Regions from separate parts of the Gasterosteus aculeatus genome. Here region 1 is linked to region 2. A link is a contact called in public Hi-C data. All regions are on one chromosome and are shown on one strand. The core of a region is the stretch at or near the end of the contact, and the rest is flanking DNA. Distances in the headings are between cores, read along the strand shown. Region 1 holds the start of pdik1l (PDLIM1 interacting kinase 1 like). Region 2 holds the start of ctps1a (CTP synthase 1a).

Evidence for each region. Hi-C and Micro-C count contacts between places; a contact is called where the count stands out from the background.
Region 1: a Hi-C map of whole body shows a contact between it and region 2, with 4 times the contacts expected there. The contact joins the promoter of pdik1l here to the promoter of ctps1a in region 2. A contact is called at or near these places in 3 of 6 Hi-C or Micro-C datasets (skeletal muscle and whole body).

What each region holds. Positions count from the first base shown.
Region 1 is chr10:14,531,529-14,538,962 of fGasAcu3.hap1.1, forward strand. pdik1l (PDLIM1 interacting kinase 1 like) reads right to left here and starts at 2,487. Exons shown (of 3, transcript XM_040188840.2): 1 at 2,363-2,487; 2 at 32-327. The coding sequence starts at 316. All of the region lies in intron 1 of rpl15 (ribosomal protein L15), which reads left to right. LOC120826492 (protein lin-28 homolog A) reads right to left here. Exons shown (of 4, transcript XM_040188844.2): 4 at 3,616-7,434. The coding sequence ends at 7,303.
Region 2 is chr10:14,360,050-14,367,556 of fGasAcu3.hap1.1, forward strand. It overlaps ctps1a (CTP synthase 1a), which reads right to left and starts at 4,759. Exons shown (of 18, transcript XM_078080903.1): 1 at 4,458-4,759; 2 at 3,701-3,882; 3 at 3,434-3,604; 4 at 3,241-3,341; 5 at 3,015-3,131; 6 at 2,692-2,775; 7 at 2,411-2,491; 8 at 2,182-2,333; 9 at 1,929-2,061; 10 at 1,580-1,668; 11 at 1,395-1,489; 12 at 1,244-1,306; 13 at 1,086-1,129; 14 at 891-987; 4 more. The coding sequence starts at 3,869. The coding sequence ends at 164. All of the region lies in intron 1 of rpl15 (ribosomal protein L15), which reads left to right.

The DNA of each region.
Region 1 (7,434 bases), core at 1,237-3,736, 170 kb after region 2:
GGGTAAAGTGAAGTGAATGGTGTCTCCTCACCTCCAGGTAGAGCGGAGCGCTGGAGCCGTGGTTCATCCTCTGGGCCAGCTGGTCCCGCTGCAGGATACACTCCTCCAGGTGGATGACGTTCGGGTGCTGGCTTTGGATGCTGCTGAGGGCCCAGAACTCCCGCAGTGCCAGTTCCACATTCTCCGGAGAGTGGCAGCGGATCTTCTTCACCGCCACCCGGGCCCCCGTGCGCTTCACCACCGCCTCATAGACCACGCCGTAACTGCCCCGACCCACCACCTGGATCAGCTCGTACTTCGGCTGGCTGCTTACCATCCTAGTCCTCACTGTGGACAAAGAGCAGGCGTGTTCACTTATGAGGCTACAGCAACAATCACGCAAGCATCCAAAGGATTGCTTTGGTTGTGTGCGCTTTCATTTTTATTTTTTCAAATATAAAAAAAAAAAAAGATATGAATATTTATTTATTTATATTTATTAGTATATTATTAGGCTTTTTCTCTCAGGGCAAGACCCCCCAAGACATCCTTAAAAGTCTAATTTATTTTAATGTTGCTCCCTCCTGTGGACCAGTAAACCTGACATCTTTCCCTAAACACAAAGAGCATTTCTCTTAAAATTGGGATACACTCTTCTCGCCCTTGTTTCCAGTACATCAGTAGATCTAAATTCTCCCCTGGAGGGTTTATACGGATGTGACTGCCTCAATCCCAACTTGATTGGCATGCCGGGGAAAGATGGCGGCTGGTAGTTTGATACATAATTGACATGTGCTCTTGCTTCCTCAAGCATAAACAATAATACTTCGTCCACACCATCCCTTGTTGCGTCTGTTATTGTGATCCAATACGACGGCAGAGCACATCATATAAGAACAGCGGCTGTGGGAATCGCTTTATTAAAAAGACAACTTAATGAGGCAACCTACGACCCACTCCTGCACAAACGTTATCAGCACATTCACAGGACTGCGTGTCCAACCGCACCTCATTTCAGAGCCACAACAATGTGCCACTGAGTTAAAAAGTGACAGCTGGTTTCACAAACTGGTATCTGTCACAAGGTTATTGCGTTTTACAGCATGTGATTCTCCCCCATAGTTCACCGTGCCACTCAGGCCTTGTGCTGCAAATTAGTTTACGTTTAAAATGAGATGTGTGGAAAAAAGCTCACGGGTCAGTAAATCATGCCATGAGTCGCTCATCCTTATTGTTTGGTAACATAATCCCGATACACCTGTCGGGGCAAATACTCTCGCTTTTGCAACCAGGTATCCTAATGAATTCAGCCCATGTGACTGGATGAAAATACTGCTTCGTAAAGAGTAGATGTGAAATTAATAATCAAATAATGAATTAGTGCAGGGTGACAACAAAATCCAAAGATATTAAAGTTACATCATAGAATACAAATGAACAGCAGCACATCGTCGCGTCCAGTAAGCAGGAAATACAGAATGTAAAAATGTTTTATTATGGCCTTAATTGTTAATGTATTTCACAATTATCTGATTAATGGACTCCTTGGACAATGAAGCATAACTTTGTTATTAGTATTAATAATACTATAATAGTTGCATAATACATAATTAAATAATTATTCAAATGGCATATGCCAATCTAAATTTAACCCATTCAGACAACCTCTTTAATTGACCTTATTAAAAACTATTAAACTACAACTTTCAATCTGTTCACCAAACTGACCCAAAATAAAGTAAACAACGCAACAAAACTCACAATCGTTACCTTCGCATTGAGAGTTCAAGCTCACCTGGACGTGACTGTTCAGTGGACCAACGTCATAACTTTGACGCTCATTAAATGTGACCGTAGACACGCGCTTGTGGATCAGCTGGCTCTCAAAAAGTCGGGAGTGAAAACCTGAGTCTCTCTGAACGGAGCGTAAACCAACTCGCTAGCGGGGCTAATTTACACGAGCACACGGCCGATTGGCTGACGGGCCAACCGCCGTGTGGCCGGACCACCCGCGGCTAACGCTAGCTAATGACGCTAGCGTCATTAGCTAGCTTAAGGACGTCAACGGCCGCTAACAAAGAGTCCGGCTCTCACGCGCTCGGCCGGGAGACGCACGCGCGCGGGCGCCGGAGCGCAGCCCTTTAAACGGGGAGTCAAACCCGCGGCTGCTAACGTGAACCAACGCTCGGGTCATGCGTGTGTTCGCCTACGTGCACGTTTTTGTGTGTGTGCGTGCGTGCGTGTGTGTGTGTGTGCCATCAAATCTTCCTCCAAACACACCTGCGAGCCGAGCGGACGAGTAGCAACAGCGGGAGAGACAATGGTCCCAGCGCGGGAGGTGCCGCGGTGGATGTGCCGCAAGTTGTCATCCTATCAGACCCACCTTTGAATCTTTTCCTCTGGGGTTCATTTGTTGTCTTCCTCTCTCTCCCTGGCAGCCATTAGCGCCGCACACGTTCTCAGCTCGCGCGGTCAGGTGGCCCCCACAGCGAAGCGACTTCCGGCAGCGCGTTTCAAAATAAGACGCCTGATTGCGAGGGAGCAGTGAAACATGGGATATGATGCGGTGCAGAATTTGAAACATTCGCGTACATGTACCGGGAAATGTACGGGCCACAAAAGATAGATTAGATTCAAATTTAGTGGATACCAGGAACTTATTAATAACATTCATACCTCCTGGTTAATTCCCCTTCACAGATTTGTACTATTGTGTGTGTTTTCATAAATAGGTGTTGAGTTTTGAAACATAGCTTCGGGTAATAAAATTACACTAAAAGTGTCTTTAGCCTGAACGTAATAAAATGCATTATACACCAAATTCACAAGAGGCACGATTTCTAATGAAAGCCTGATACACATGATATTACAGCTACACATTTATAATGTCTCAATTTAATAGATCAGTTCTTTTTTTCCACAGGGACAATTACATACTTTATTCTGAAGGAAAGTAACAGCAGTTTTCGGCCCTATAGGTGAAATCTGGTTAGTTTTATAAAGTTCCCCGCATAATAGGCAACCAATTAGTATAATGTGGAGGCCCTTTGCCCTCCCCTTCAAACCCAACTGTTACTAACAACGGGAGGACAGAAGAACATGAACACCTGCACAATTCTATGCATCTACAGCGCTGAAATATTATTTGACACACTGACAAAGACATGTGATAAAAGTCCATAAAGATGCACTTTCTTTACATGTATACTGTTGCTGAGTAACTTGAGGCTGATGAGTTTAACTTTTATCTTTAGATAACTAAAATATCTGTATTCCTTCCTTGATGTTCATTTAGAGCAATTACAGAACGTATAGATTCTTATAGACTCTTCAAACGTTTGGAATGATTCTTTGTTTTGTGCATCCGTTTTTTTACTGTAATTCATATTTTTTCTATTGACAAATACCAGGCACAACATCATAAAAATATCATTATGTCAATGCAAGAATCCCAATTAAACTGTTTTAGATTGATTGAGGATGATGTTCAATTGTCTTGTTGAATACTTCATTCGTCATTCTTTACTGCTTCAAAAGATACTTAAAATGTGAACATGGAATGCATTTCTCACAAATGTTTGAGTCATTATCATAAAGCCTTTATAGATATTAAACCGGGTAGATAAAACACAAACGTTCTGTTAGATCTTTTATTACCTTTGTATTGCAGCACGATACAAAACAAAGCGCGGCGGAGGGACGATCCAAAGAAATACAAACAATCCAAACATTCTCTACCATGCGTGTTAAAGCGAATGGACTCCAGAGAGCCAGAACTTGTGGCTGTGTCTGCTCTGGTAAGTAAAGATATGGCTTTTTGTTCGAAGATTGCGAGTGAAGATCTTATTTGTACATTTAGCAGATCTCTCGTGTCTCTCTATTTCCTGAAAGGAGGCTAAGAGGTCTTTAAAAAGCACCACAACAACAGGCACAAAGATACCAGAAACAAATGTTGAATATGTTCTTTGAGGTAGCACACAACACGCTAGAAAGAAGATTAAAAAAAAAGACAAAGTAATAAATACTTGTATGGACCACTACACAAAAGATTTACAATACATACAAAAAAGTTTTTTGGACGTGCTTTTCTCAAGCTGTCCAAAATCACACCTGAGGTAGACTTGTATAGATTTCTGACAAGACGTGTTCCGTCTTGGTCGCACATAAGAAGCAATACAAACAACAAGAAAACAACACAACACTGGGACCAGAGCGTTGCACGTGGCAGATTAGACCCCATCGTGCTGCAGCACCGTGAGCGCAGCACGGTGAACTCAGGCACATAATGATCGTTAATGATGATCAATAATGATGCTTCTGGAGCCCCTGTGTGCTGTGAAATCACTGCGCTCAGTCGCCGGTCCCCATTTTACATGAAACAGCTATTCTGTTATTCTACTCATTATCATGCAGAAACATCACGGACATTATATTAAAACGCGGGAGGGAAAAATAAAAAACACTGGATATTTACAATTTAAGAAAACAACATTTTAAAATATAGTGCCATTCCAGAGCTTATTTAGTGATTACCTGTTTTAATTTACTACTTTAGTGAGTCAACTTGTTACCGTAAAACTGCATTGTTGGGTTTTTATCAATGGTGATTTTTATCAACGATATCATTGATGATTTCTTACATTTCCACTGCAAAGTGAAACTAAAGCTGTTTCCTCCCCGAAGCAGCGACCGACAGGAACCATTAGCCTGGCTTTTTTATGACCTACCAACATCTATAAAGACACAACAAAATAATATCTTCATTTATCACAATATAAAATCTTTTCCTATGAGCTTTCACGCTTGTCGCTAGGCTCGGCTAAACGCACGTTGGCTCCAGCTGAGAACAGGCTACTCAACGCTCATCAATAAACCAGTTCTTCGATCCTTTTACACGTTAAGACTCCCTGAGTATGAACACACTCCAGAACCAGGAAACTAAACAATGCTAATGCCTGCTTAGCGAGCCAGCCGGCTAACCTGTTAGCTATGTAGCTCAGTGAGGCCATGTGGATGTCATGGCGTAGGGCAGGTCGTGACAACACGACACTTGAACCTTTGCAAATACGCTTCAACATTTAGAGGGAACCACTTTCCTCTCCTGCTGGTGTTTCATGTGGCGCAAAATAAGTTTCTGCCGTCTCCCACTCTATTGTTAGAATCTAGAATGCTAGAATCTCACAAGGACATCACATTGACTGTGGTTGCAGACTTTCCCATGTCAAATACAAACACAAAAGAGCGACCCCTGCCGGGAAATGCAATGTGCACAATGCTGAAGAGGGGACGGTTCCTCTGAGACAAAGAAGGCAGACACAGTACTCCCCGGTCCCTGGTGCATGACACAAAATGACATAGAGACAGTGGCTCTTTTGGCAGCTGAGACAATCACATCTTAAACATTTAGATGAATCCTGATAGATCAAAAAACGTTCTCCCTGAGCTCAAAATGAAGACGGTAAATAAAGTGTTTGCAGACTGAGGTGACAGTAAAAGCATTGAAGGAAATACTAGAATGCTGTGTGTTTTTACTGTGCAGTGACAATCCAGTTAAGCTGTAGATTTGTAAAATGAGACTGTTAAACAAACAGTTACACAGTGATCGAATCCTGCAAATTGGCCAAAAACAATGATGTGACTTCCTGCACAGCATGTATACACTCTCACTCTGAAGCAAAACACCAGTTCAAATGCAACCATCACAGCTGCCGGATGTTCAGTCTGTCCTTCAGGGAGAACAACTCTGGATAAATAGATCATGTAAAAAAAGATCATATCCATATACATTCAGCCCCTTCACCTAAACAAGTGAAGGCAAATTGTTTATGTGAAAAATCCCTGATATGTACGTGTGAACCTTTCCTTCGGATTAATACTGTTTCGCAAACAAAGTCTGCCATACAATCAATACTGGTCTTGCATATACGTTTAAATGATGGCAATGATGGCAAGAAAGACATATTTTTGCCACAAAAAAAGTCTGAATTGTTGTTCTCAGCATGTGTGTGGATGTCTTTACGGAATGTGTTGGTTGAAAGCAGCTCTGGACCTCATTGGAAAGTGGAGGTTAGGGCACTTATACATATACATATACATACATGTAACATTCCCTTTTCACAATAATACCTGAAAATAATTCTCAAAAGAGGCTGACACAAATAACCTTTATCTAAATATGTGGCAGCCCCGCATATGTGTCTCATTACATTCACATGACAGATTATTTTTGAAGAGTAAAAAGCAAAAAACTGGCACAATGCTATGTTTGATTATTGATTTACAACATAGTAATAGTATTAGGAAAATTAGGGATTTCTTATGAGAAATGTATTGTGGAATTTCCTAAATCCTAATTTTAGGAGAGAACAAGAATGAGAATAAAGTCAAATTATTACATTATTACGTATGTAACGGTAATGTAATGTTTTTTATATTGCATATGAAAATAAAATGTTCTGCGTTACCACCAGATCATAACCACATCAATTTGTAACAAAATGATAACACTTCCCTTATACCTAATAGTGCCACTTCATCTTACTTTTAAAACAGGGTTTAATCAAATCCGGACACAAGGGTTTGGTTGTTGTTGTTTTTTAAAGGCCAATATTTTTTCTTTACTCACTTTGTTTTTTACTATAATTATCAATATCTTACTTACTTTGATATTTCATTTCACTTGCTTTCTTAACAATGAAATTGAACTACAGAGTCCAAACAAATGCCCCACTGTGGTATTTCGGGTTACATGAATGGAGATTGTCAGCTCTGAGTTTATAATGATGATGATTTTTGCTCATTAGTTGAACCTGAAGCTACAATCCAAAGCATCCACTACACCTGCTACGCCACAAAGTTGACAAATTAAGACCCACCTTGTGGTTCATTCTTATATAGGCCCTTTTATATAGCAGATACTTTGAATTGTCAAAGCAGGGAAAAGATCTGGGTCCCTATGTAGTGTCCCGGTAAGGCAGTGAGGAAGCAAGGACGATACCTCAACAGAAAGCTGCATGTCATAAATTACTCGGGTGGTTTTCCTGTAATAGTTAGATATGCACTTATGTCAAATACCTGCCAGCCAAACCCATTCACCAGCAAGATAATGTGTAAGTTGGTCTGATTGTTTCATTCTAAAGCTAAGACACTGATCCATGGCAACAAAACGGCAACGCAGAAAGAATATTAAAAGTTGTGTCTGCAGCACATCGGCAACACAGCCGCGACTCTCGATTTGGCCGCTTAATAAATAAAACCTGAGGCAGCTCTTTCCAGTAGTGTTTTCCGCGCAAAAACCTCACGGTTTCTCACCCCCCTGATCGCTCACTCTGGGGTTTCAGGGACCAAGTCCAGGTCCTGCTCCTCTTCCTCGTCCCCTGGTGAGGTTCCCTGAGAAGCCCGAGACGAATGCTGCTGCTGCTGCTGCTGCTGCTGCTGCTGCTGCTGGGCTCTGAC
Region 2 (7,507 bases), core at 3,509-6,008:
CATAACTTGTTCACTGCTCGAATACTAGTCTGGATAAAAACCGTGAGTATTTACAATGTTAGATATCATGTGGTAATGTTTAAGGATGTGAAAAAGCTCTTTTATCTACTGGTCAAGTTCAAATTGTATTTGAAAAAGACAAGGCAAAAAACAACACATTAACTCATTCATTTGAGGTAGGAGGAAATTTCAACTCTGATATCTCGAAGTCTGGTGTGCTGCTGCCGCTCCGGTCGCTGTATGTGTCCCTGTGTCAGAGACAGAACGTATCGTCATTAATCTGGTCTGATCGGACGAGCGGCTGGATTGCAATCTGACGCGCCGTGTTTACCGCGGAGACAGACTGCAGCCCTTCTGCAGGTAGCTCGGCAGCTTCCCGGCCGCAGCCAGCAGCAGACCGAGATACGGGGGGGACGGCTTAATGGGGCGGGAGGTGAACTCGGGGTGATACTGCACTCCAACGAAGTACGGATGATCTGGGGGAAAAAAAAGAGCAATTTGACTTATTCTTTGTATAGTACATAAAAGGTTGGGATGTAATTGTTGACCTATGAAGACCCCCCTCCCCTCTCCGTACCATCCAGCTCTATGACCTCCATCCTTTCCCCTTCAACGTCTTGGCCTACGAAGCGGAAGCCCTTCTCTTCAAAGTGACTCTTGAGCTCAGGGTTGACCTGTGCACGGACGACAAGAAGTTACAAATACGCTTTGCGTTCCTCCCCCGAGACGGTTCACACCGAGAGGTCCACCTACCTCGAAGCGATGTCTGTGCCGTTCGTCCACATATTCTGCATCGCCGTATAGTTTCCCTGGAAGACAGAACCGCTGTCACCACAGAGCACTCGCAACGTCGGGCCAGGAGGCAAACTCGCACGGTGGCTTTTCCTCACGTAATACGCTGCTGTTGGTCTTGAATATGGTCCGTCTCTTCCCCAGCCTCATGGTTCCGCCCATCTGCCCGGGGTTGTGCTCCGGCATGTCAATCACCTGCGCAGGTTCAACACGATGATCTCACTTCACGGGCATTGATTTGGGCCACATAAAAACTAGGTCATTACCGGTTAAAGAAAGAAAGAAGAATGTACCACTGGGTGCTTTGATTCTGGATCAAATTCAGTTGAGTTGGCGTCTAAGAGCAAAAAGAAAACATGCATGAAACAAAAATGTATCAAACCGGCTTCTTTAACGTCTTTCTTCAGTCCTCGAGGGATCGTTAAATCAGCGAGAACACGCTGTGCGTTACCTGCCCAGCCGAGTGTGTTCCTGGCAAACTCGCACACTGCCAACTGCATTCCCAGACACACACCTGCGGAAACACAAGCACCAGTCAGGCGGCGTCTCGCTTTGATCCGACGGTCGGGGAATCAAAGCGCTTCTTCCCGCTGTCCGTTTACCCAGGAAAGGTTTTTTCTGCTTCCTGGCCCAGTTGATGGCATGAATCTTCCCTTCGGTTCCTCTCACACCGAAACCTCCCGGAACCAGGATGCCGCTGAGGACCGGAAGTGAAAGCAGTTGGACGAAACCGTGAATGCAACGTCCGGGTGGGATTACTGCCCATGGACGGGCTCCGGGTACTCACTCAGCACTGCAGAGCTTCTGCCATGCCTCGTGGTACTTCACCGGCTCCTCCGTCAGCGTGCTGGGCTCCAGAGACGCCGAGTCTATGTACTGAGGAGAAGGGACTTGTAAACCAGGGGGACAGTTATCGTTTCCATCACCATAATCATCTTCCATCATCATTTTGTTGTAGTGAAAATGATGTGTGATAAAGAGGCTGCACATAAATACATCCCTAAATCCCAGAGATGTTTTTTTTAGGTCAGATAGCCGTCTCTACGTCTCCAACGTTAAACCTGACACAGCAAACTGTGCCAATGTGCGTTCTGCTGCAGCGACAACGCGCAGCTCGGGCAACAACGCGTGCTCACCTTAACCTCCAATTTATGGCTGATGGCCAGGGCCGAGTGCTCCAGCGCCTTGATGACAGACGCGTACGAGTCGGAGAACTTGGTGTACTTCCCAACCAGCGCGATAGAGCAGTGCTCCAGCAGCCGGTCCGACCTGCGAAGACAAGCGTCAGGAGCGCATCTCCAGTATAAACATCAAGGTTACGAGCGGTCTGCAGGATGAATGAACGTAAAACGGGGGGGGGGGGTGGTTTCCATCGGTTGGGAGACTCACCTGTCGGACATCTCCTTCCATTTTGTCAGCATCTTCCTGGGCCGAGTCTCGATGGGCATGTTGAGTCTCCTGCTGAGGTAGCCCACCACGCCCTGCTGCTCCAGCAGCAGCGGCACTTTGTAGATGGACGACACGTCGTGCACACAGATGACCTGGGACCGGCCGGGGAGGGAGGGTCAGACAGTGGTCCAAAAAGACGGCGGGAATGACGTCTTTTGGCGCGACGTACCTGTTCGGGCTCGACGTGGCAGAACATGGAGATCTTCTCTTTGACCGAGTTCTCCAGAGCGGTGGAGCAGCGGCACATGATCTGTCGGCAAAGGCGGGAAACCAGAGACCGCGTCGGAGGGTTACAGATCCGTGCAAAGAGAGACGCATGTTAAAAAAAGGTTGGACTTGGACGTATTTTTAATTCGCCGCCAAGTAAATCCTACATTTATACGATTTATATGAGGGACAAAACCTCCGGCTGAACTGGTGCCGCGGAGCGCAGCGCCGATGACGACTCACCAGGTCGGGCGACAACCCCAGTCCCCTCAGCTCCCTGACGCTGTTCTGTGTTGGTTTGGTCTTTTGCTCTCCGGTCGCGCTGGGCTGGACAGAACGAGGGAGACGTCGCGACACACAAGTTAAATCCCCACATTCTCTGTTCGTGCTCGTCGGACTCAGTCGGATTCACCGACTGATTTGGCGTGTGATGACATTGGAGAGACACGTTCGTATCGTTATGGTGCATTACCAGAGATTGTGTCAATGTTAATAGTGGTTCCCCTTCTCTTTTGAGGCAGACTGTGCTTAAAGCCACTTGTCGTGGACGGGAGCTGCTCGCTCACCTGTGGTATCAGGCTGACGTGAATGTTGCAGAAGTTCTCCCTCTTCACTTTAAACTGGAACTGCCTGAAGGCCTCGACGAAAGGCATGCTCTCTATGTCGCCGACGGTGCCTCCCAACTGCAAACGAGCAAGAGAAGCATTCTCAGCCCAGCGGAGGAATCCGCGCAGAGACCATCGCTTGGCTGGCGCGCGTTCCGGCGTTATAACTCGTTAATGCTCGGCGTACCTCTATTACACAAACTTGCGGTTTGAGGCCGTCGTCATCCACCGGCACCGTGGCCTGTTTCACCACCCATTCCTGGATGGCGTCCGTGATGTGAGGCACCACTGGAGAAGAGGAAGAAAGACGATTATTTGTTAACAATTTCTCTCGTGCATGCCCCCCCCCCTACACCAAGCTCGGGACAGCGTCTGTTTACCCTGCACAGTCTTTCCCAGGTAGTCTCCCCTCCTCTCTTTGTTGATGACCGACTGGTAGATTTTGCCGGTGGTTAAGTTGTTGTCTCTGGTCAGCCGGATGTCGAGGAAACGTTCGTAGTTCCCCAGGTCCAAGTCCACCTCGCCGCCGTCATCCAGAACAAACACCTCCCCTGGACAAAGTGACGCACGACACCATCGTGAAAAAATAAAATAATAAGTAACGTGCACCCGTTTAACCCCCGGAACGATCACCTCCTCTGACGTACCGTGCTCGTAGGGCGAAAACGTGCCCGCGTCGATGTTGATGTACGGGTCGATCTTGATGGCGGTCACATGCAGGCCGCAGGACTTCAGGATCGTGCCCACGCTGCTCGCGATGATGCCTTTGCCGATGCCGGAGATGACTCCTCCAGTTACCAGGATGTACTTCATCATTGTGCCCTGGTTTCTGGAGATGGATGACAGATTAGTGGCGATCGAAGTAGGATGAGTAAATTCATTAAGTGGACCATGAGTGTAACACAAACAACATCCACGAGTGTATTTACTCACTGTAATTAAGGTGCACTTTTGAGTTGAGCATAACAATAGATATAACGCATATCAACGATCTATATCAAAATAATATTTTAGAACAAAGCCAGAGAACATTTTGGTGAACAATAAAAACAATGGTTAAACCGCCATGTGTTTATTCAACAACGTGGTCCCAAACACCACGGTCTGTAAATACTGATACTCGTTTTCGATTTCCATTTCACAGCATCAAACCCGCCAACCCGGGATCGCAGTTAACGTGACTTAGGTACCAACTTTCACAATAAAAGCACAGCGACAAAACTGTGAAATACTATTGTCGACTTCATCCACTTTTTCGATCTCGAGACCACCGTGACAATGTAATCAGACACGATACTGAGTCGCTACCACGGCAGTTTATAGTTTTATTTTGATTGTTGTTATTGTGCTTGATATGCAACAGTGTCTGCTAACATTAGCTAACCGTATCACACTTCAACTCACCAAAATATTCTTCAGCCACAGCTTACTCTTCAAAGTGAATCTCAAACGACCAAAAACAGTCCACGAGACGTTTTGCCGAAAAATATTTTTTTCGCCCCTTTACAGCGACGCTTTTGTTCGTCCCCGCGCTGCGCTACAGTAGCATCTGTCCTACGATTCACTCCACACGTGTTTGGACCACGACTCAGGGCCGCACTTACATCTCTCATCACGATTCACACGCCGGGGAGCGCGCTCTTGTGTGTCTTCTTCTGTGGGGGTTTTACGGCAGTCAGCGTCCGCTGCAGGTGCTCTGCTGCCCCCTGCAGGAACCAGGCCAGTACCGCACCATCTCAAAATCAACGCGATTTAATGTTAACCATCAAAGCGGCCTACATTCTCTAGGTTTGGTGTTTTTAATCTTTTTTTTTTTAGGGTGTAAGGGACCCTTTAAAGGGTCGTTTGATGCATTCGACTAAAGTTGAATTCGAGGGTTTCAAGTTTAAAACCAACGAACTTACCATATGAAAATCACATCAATCACAGTTTCTAATGGCCCAACGGCGATGGGGTTGGGATAATGGACAAATGTTTGTTTTATGGGAGAGAACTGTCCACAAGAAAATGGAATAATTTTACAATTTATACTTTTTATAAAGGGCTTTGGAGTTATTTATTTTTCATTATTCATTATCTTTAGCTCAATTGTCTGGTGCCGTCATTAAACCCTTCTTTCATTGCTGTACTTAACATCTAAATTCTATACCATATTTGTGAGCAAGTAGTAGCATTAGTAGCAATACTACAAAACAATAATGAACTACAGGTGAAGGTCATGCATTCAAAATTTTACATGAGTAAAATGTAAGAAATGTGCAGAATTAAGTCCACATTAAAGTATCGAAAGTAATTGTACTCAAAATGCAGCGCTTTCAGATTGTCACATCATATCACTGGAATATTATTAGCACGTAGTAAATGGTTTGAGGTGAAGATATTTTAGCAACCTCATACACAAAGATCTCAAGAAATCTGCAAGGCGCGTGTTTTTTTTTCCTGTGAATTTTTGAGCCTCATCCAAAGAACACCTCACTCTTTGATGATGTGTTTTTTATGTAAAAAATGTATAACTACTGCAATAAAAAAGTGTAGTACGGTAAAAGTTCTGTATTTAATTCAGAATTGCATTGAGTTAGCAGTATAGCATAACATAGATATGGTTAAAATGCAAGTTAAATGCAAGTACTGCAAAAACTCCACCACAGTACTGTACTTTACTGTGGCTTTCACAACAAAACCACGATGCTTCATCGCCTTTCATGAGCACCTGAAGGCAGCACTCGTTACGTCTTCCAGTCAGCAGGGGGAGCTCGTGCTTCACATTTCAGGGCTCATATTTGACCATAGAAAAAAAAAAGAGTAGTATTTCCTAATGTGAGGCCTGTAGCCTGCTGTTCACAGATCACACAATGTATTTATCTCAAACTCTTAGCATGTTGGATTCAGAGGAGCATATAAACAATACACCACGAAATCAATTCATTCACATGTTTTATTTTCTTAATTGTAAGAGCAAACGGCCGTGTTTTGAGAATAGGGACACGCTTCAATGGCGTAACAACGCGGGTGTAACGGTGTATCAGCGTGACTCCCGCGATAATGCAAGCTGCTGCTCAGAAGCAGCAAAGCGCGGCTGAATTGATCCCGCAGTAGAAAACGCTTAAATGCTCAGAGATGTTCTCCTGTGGGCCTCACAACACACGTGTTCCTCTTTGCTCTGCCCGACACAAAACAACACTTTTCCGCTGCTCGGCTCCCTATAATAAACAACCACGGCCTAAAGTGGTTAGTTACAGTGCGCTGTGGAAAGGTCAATGATCTTGTGATGTGGATCGCAGTGTGTTATCCCCATTGTGCTCAGTGAGATGTGAAGTCCGCTCAGGCAGCACCGCTGACGCAAATTACGTCAAACTGTGACTGGTTCCATTTGAAACAACAAGGCGTCCACAGAGCTTACTGACGTTTGGCTCATCTGCGACCGGGTTCACTTGTGTGTGTGTGTGTGTGTGTGTGTGTGTGTGTGTGTGTGTGGGTGAGCACCAGCACTGCAGATCCAAAGAACAAAATGCTGGAGTTGGTGACTGATGGCTGACTCACAGACGGAAAGCTGCGAGGCTGAGTGATGCTTCCATGTAACACCCAAATATCTACTCGTGAGCCCGAGCAGCCAACTTAGTCCCTGGAACACACAGGGGGGAGTGGAGGGGGGGGGGGCTTAATGAGGGTTTTAATTCATTTTTGACCAGGGCTGTGATTTAATTAAACTCCCACAGAAGGGCTGGACGCTCTCCTTACCACAAGTCATTTCCTCCCATTAGACAATGCGGCAGGTCAGTCCGAGATTAAACTCTTCTTCCTTCATTTCGTGCAAACGTAGATTCTTACCGGCAGCGTGAGTGTCCGCTTCCTGCTCTCCTTTGTACACCTCCAAAAGACATTGTTCAACATTTCGGGGGCGTATGCATATTTATTTTCTCTCTCGGGAAGAAGAGAAGATCGATGCCACTCCATAGATAGACGTCAATCTTCTCATCTCATTTCTTGTCAAAGAGGCGTTTTCCTCTAATGTTGAACTATGGGGGGCAGCAGAGACAAGTAGAGAATGCGACATTGAGAAGACTTCTTAATTAGAGATGCAAATCCGTCATCAGGTTGTCGCCACGTTGAGAGGCGAATGTGAAAATCTTTTCTTCTTGTTCTTTGGAGAACCGTGTAAATGTCGCATTGTGTGACGCGAGCGAGCGCCGGGTAGCCGAAGGCCGGGCGGCCGCTGTCTCCTTATCTTTGAACACAACATCGAGCTAATGAAAGTCACCAAAGGCTCTTACAGACAATCTTCATTCTCAACCAAGTGGTTCCTTTTGCGCCCGCCAGGGAAAGCGGCGTCCTGGAGGCATGTGGACCGCGCGCGCACGCTAGACCAGGTCAGACGGGTCAGCTTAGCAGCTATGCTAAACACGTCCCCGAGGCCAAGACATTACTTTGCACTGTTTGAGAGAGAGAGGGAAGCC